2 separate regions of the Zea mays genome follow, and region 2 is linked to region 1. The links are chromatin contacts, called in public Hi-C maps. All regions are on one chromosome and are shown on one strand. Each heading gives the region's core, a stretch centred on a gene start, on an enhancer-like site or on the middle of the called end of the contact. The rest is flanking DNA. Distances are from core to core; before and after follow the strand shown. Region 1 holds the start of LOC100191345. Region 2 holds the start of LOC103635497 (elongation factor 1-alpha).

Region 1 (2,700 bases), core at 170-2,669:
TACTACATTGTTCTCATAATCATCAAAAAGCTACCATTTCTGGTGCCCATTTCACAAAACTATAACACTTAAGGTACCCTTATAAGGCTATCTCCAGCAGCTTACCTAGCCTATCCCCTATATCGTTCCTTATTTCAAACTTTACTCTGTGAACAGTGTATTGCCCCAAAAATGTTTTGAGCACCTGAGCCCACTGGACAGCATCATATATTGCAACAGATTGGGGCCATTCTTTTTTTCTGCACTATGTGATGCTGGCAAGTGGGTCCAGGTTCTCAGGGCACAATGTTGCAAGTTTGTGAGAAGGGAACCCAAAGTTTTGGTAGTTTTATGAAATCGGCACTAGAAGTGGTTATTTTGTGACAACTGGGACAGGAATGTGATATTTTTGTAAAGTATACTAACTTAAAAGGAAAAATCTGGTAATAAGAACAATGAAACTATGCTGACATTCGACGTATACAAACTTAAAGCAAAGTGAGAAGCATTCATATAAAAAATGGAAATGTTCCTTTGTGCTAAACAGTTGATGATGTCAACATCAAACGTATAAATATCATAAAAAAGCATACAACATCAAAGGTAATTTGCATGTAGCAATGTAGGGAGTAAACAAACCCTTTTAAATCCAGGTTCCATGCTACCAGAGAGAACCACTACAACTGGTGACTCGCTCCCTGTGAAAACTATCAACCCCTTCCATATGATTAATGCAGAGGTAACAATCATACCTGCAAAGAGAAAAATTCGAAAGTTAAAACCCTCCTCATGAGACTCATGTTGCAAATTAACAGTCAAATATCAAACCGCAGGAAAGTCCCAGTGTACAAACCTGAATTGCTATTAGCGACAACTGGAGTCTAGAGTAACCCACAAGAAACTTAATCACTTCTTCAGTGCATAAGCATCATTATAAACGCTCCAGATAATAAAAGAGGAGAAGAAGAAAAAAAAACAAAATCCAGTTCTCTAAAGCTGTCACACCCAATTCGACTACTGTTCTCATCTACGCATTTTTATGATTCTTAAGGGGGGTAGCTAAAGAGTTCAGATCATAGAACCAGATGAAGAATCAGGAGCAGTCTCCACCGATCTTACGGCAAAAACCACTGGAAATGGAAAAAAGACTTGTCCCGCTAATTAAAATCGTAGTAGACTCGCATGGCAAAGGCCTCACCACAAACCCAAGAATTATAGGGCTCCAAACGCACTACAAAGATCTCGAGGAGAAAAAAAAAACAAGCAGGGGGGAAAGAAGAGGAGGGTGCGGCAGAGAGCGTCACCGAGGCTGATGATCTGCGTGAGCAATTGGCGGATCTGCATGGAGCGGATTGACTCCATCGTGTCGCCGACGAACCCCATCTCGCTCCCTCTCCCTCGGCTTTCCGGCGGCGAAATCACGAGTCACGAACAGGATGGGAAGTGGAGGAAGAGAAATATTGATGTAACCCCGAAAGCCCAGCTGAAGCACGTTTTTTAATCCGGTACGAGTCCAATCCGACCGTCTTTATACAGTGCGTGACCGTCTTTATACGGTTCGGTTCGGGTAGAGATGACAACGGGTACAAACCCGCCGAATTTTGCTATCCCAAACCTCACTCATTAAAAAACCTATACATGTGACGATTTTGAAATTTTACCCAAACTCAAACCCATTGGGTTTGCGGGTACACACGGGTTACCCGCGGGTTTTTATCTCCAATATGCTTATTCTTTTTATAATCAATAAGTATCGTAATTGTTGGGGACTTGTTCTTAAATGCTATGAATTAAGATTAAGGCAATACAAAATGTTAAAGGTAAAAGCTCTTCGTCCTTTGAAGCACTATTTCCCTTAGCATATAATGATCTTCACACGAAGGTCATGAAAGACATACCTTCTCAGTATATGATAATGAAAGAAGAAGCATGTAAAATATAAGAAACAATATGAATAATCATATAATATTACTAACTCATCTTTTATTATATTGTCATGGATAAATAGAAATAATATAAAATTACATTTGTACCTTCGGCTTAACAGAAGGAGAAAGAACAAGTGTGATGCACGAGCGAGTACAAATCAGCGTCTACAGTACGGGGGTAGTGTTATCTATTTATAGGCACAGGGCGCAGCCTGTGTGAAATTACATTTATACCCTTTACAAAAAGATTACAATCATGACACAAACTATCATGAGTCAATCTGTCTTTTCATCTTTAAGTCGGTGCAACCCTTCGTCTTAGACATGTCGTTATGCCGAAGTTCCCTGTAAGGTAGCTTCGGCGTTATTTCCGTGCTGATCTTCCGAAGGTGTTTCTTCTTACAGGACCTTCGGCTACGAAGCAGACCCCCAACAGTAGCCCTTCGTGGTGCTAGATCGTTTTTCGTAACGAGCTTGATCCGTGAAAAATTGTCCTAGGCTTCGGAATGCCGAAGGTCTGAAAAACACCTTCCCTGAGCTCGTTACCGAGAAACGATTAAAATAATCTGAGCGCGGGGTGGTCCCACCATGCAGCGGGTATGCACGATCTGCCGATTCATCTCGCACGCACCGTGGTCCACCGTTCAGTGAGTGCGAGTGACTGTTGAGCGGGTACGGGCGACTTGACGATTCACCTTCACACCTGCAGCACTATATAAACAGACGGGTATGTGTGAAGTTACCACAGCATTCATTGTCATTGTACTGTTGTGCTGCTGAAAAATTTAACCAT
Region 2 (2,700 bases), core at 185-2,684, 210 kb before region 1:
GACCGTATGTCGAGGTCGAGGGCGAGCCCTGGGGTCGGGCGAGGCGGAGACCGTCTTCCGAGGTCGAGGCGGGGGCCGAGCCCCGGGGTCGGGCGAGGCGGAGCTTCCTATGGCGCCTGAGGCTGGACTCGGCTGCTGTCAGCCTCACCCTGGCGGGTGGCACAACAGTCGGAGCAGGGCATGCAACGCTGTTTTCCTGTCAGGTCAGTCACTGGAGGGGCGAAGTGACTGCGGTCACTTCGGCCCTGCCGACTGAGGAGCGCGCGTCAGGATAAGGTGTCAGGCGATCCTTGCATTGAATGCTCCTGTGATACGGTCGGTTGGCGAGGCGATCTGGCCAAGGTTGCTTCACTGCGAAGCCTGCCCGAGCTGGGCCTCGGGCGAGTCGAAGGTGCGCCCGTTGCTTGAGGAGGCCCTCGGGCGAGGCGTGAATCCGCCTGGGTCTACTGTTCCTGCCCGAGGCTGGGCTCGGGCGAGGCGAGATCGTGTCCCTTGAGTGGACAGAGCCTTGACCTGAATCGTGCCCATCAGGCTTTTTGCAGCTTGTGCTGATGGTGATTACCAACCGAGTTTAGGAGTCTTGGGGGTACCCCTAATTATGGTCTCCAACAGTATGCGAGTGGAATAGATGCGTCAAAGACGACATCACTTGCGAAGGAGCGGGTGTAAATCAGTCCCAAACTATATATGCAACTCGCTGCGACTTCTATTCTACAAACTTGTACATGTCCCTAAGGGCTAGTTTGGTGTACATGGAAATGAAAGGTATCCATGGGGGACATGTCCACCAAATTAGCCCTAAAACGACTTCTAAATCCTATATGGAGGGAGTATTTGTGATTTAGAGACACTCTCTTACATTATGTAGTCTCTTAACTATCTTTTATACTAGAAAAACCGATCAAAAGGTTTTGAGGTGTACATGCCCTAATTCTCCTTTCTACACTTTATTTCTCTGTCCCTGTTCTTTTAGATTCTTAATTAAGCCATTTTAATTATACTAACTGTTGATTTGGAGTTATGGATATTCCTAAAACATCCGACTTATACCACAAATCTAATATTTTAACATAGATATACATAGAATTTAAAGCTATTTTTTTGGCAATGTTATTAAGAATATTATGAAGTATTTAAATATTTTTTGTATAATTTTCTATGTACATTATTTTTTCCTAAAAAAAAAGTTGAAAAACACTCGAATCCGTATTCAGATAGACATCCAAATTTTATATCAATTATTTAAAAAGATATAAAACGAATTTAATGCTTATTTTTTTAAGATTAATAGCCTCAATGCTAAAAGCAAGAATATAAATTTACATAACAAATTCTATATATTATTTTTTCACAATCCAAAAAAGACCAAAATTTGATATCGAAATAAGTATCCGGATCCATGGTTATGAGTGCCTATTTCTGGCGGCATTGAAGAGTCGCATGTTTCTCCATAACAATGTCCTTCAGCCGTCCGCCCGTCCACATACAATCTCTGGCTGAGTTTATGGGTCCTGGGCCTCCATTCGGTAGTCAATTTTATTGGGCTGGTCCGGCCTACACCGACGCCCTTATATAAATCCCGAACCCTAGAAGGCAGCACCTTCCTCCCCAACACGCCGCCGTCTTCTGCGGTTCTGCCGTTTACTCTTCCACTTTGGCCTCCTCTCTTGCAAGGTATCACCTCGTTCACTGTCGCTCGACCTCTGTTCTTGAGCTGCTTCATGCGATAGCGACTGGACCAAAGTTGTACTCTGCTGCCTCCCCGTGCCTTTAGTGATTCGGTCCTCGGTTTTGCGTGCAATTGTAGCTATTGCACCTCCATTCCCTTAGTTGTTTTTGGGTTTTGTTTGCTTCTTTGTTCCAATAACCTGTTTCTTATGGATTGTTTCATCTGGATCAGATGAATTACTTACGCATCGTCGTTGGAATTGGATGACTTAGTGATTGTGCTTGTGGTCCTGTTACGTGGTCTTAGTAAGTGTCAGATCGAATTTTTAAGGTGTAGAGCTACTGTAGTTTCTGTTTTGCAGATACTTTGCTCTGTATGTGTCTTCGCAGTTCATGTGCAGTAAGAGTTGCAACCACAAAATATGACCAGATTTCTGATCTGGTTTATGTAGTTGTGTCCAATTTTTACTGGCTCAAAATTCTGTGCGCACACTTGCTAGTTTGATATTTTTTCTAGGCCTGCTTTGTGTTTATATTATGTCGTTTGCTTTGTTTTTTGTTTGCTGCTTTACATTTTCCACTGCTGATATGTATGATGCTTTTCTTAAAGCTGATGACTGCGGTTTCAACGTTAGATTCAGTTTTGACCCCGTCTAATAAATTTTGTTAGTGGGAGTTGTTTACTAGTGTTTCTAATTATTGATTCGTATGGCTTAACAGTTTAAGCTTCGCCTCCAGCCATGGGTAAGGAGAAGTCTCACATCAACATTGTGGTTATTGGCCACGTCGACTCTGGCAAGTCGACAACCACCGGCCACCTGATCTACAAGCTTGGAGGCATTGACAAGCGTGTGATCGAGAGGTTTGAGAAGGAGGCCGCTGAAATGAACAAGCGATCCTTCAAGTATGCTTGGGTGCTTGACAAGCTCAAGGCTGAGCGTGAGAGGGGTATCACCATTGATATTGCTCTGTGGAAGTTTGAGACCACCAAGTACTATTGCACCGTTATTGATGCCCCTGGACACCGTGACT

The links. A called contact is a pair of places that touch in the nucleus more often than the background predicts.
Region 2: a Hi-C map of leaf shows a contact between it and region 1, with 3 times the contacts expected there. The contact joins the promoter of LOC103635497 here to the promoter of LOC100191345 in region 1. A contact is called at or near these places in 2 of 25 Hi-C or Micro-C datasets (leaf and tassel).

What each region holds. Positions count from the first base shown.
Region 1 is chr8:85,847,185-85,849,884 of Zm-B73-REFERENCE-NAM-5.0, reverse strand. LOC100191345 reads right to left here and starts at 1,419. Exons shown (of 8, transcript NM_001136779.1): 1 at 1,284-1,419; 2 at 619-731. The coding sequence starts at 1,362.
Region 2 is chr8:86,054,643-86,057,342 of Zm-B73-REFERENCE-NAM-5.0, reverse strand. It overlaps LOC103635497 (elongation factor 1-alpha), which reads left to right and starts at 1,434. Exons shown (of 3, transcript XM_008657931.4): 1 at 1,434-1,674; 2 at 2,389-2,700. The coding sequence starts at 2,409.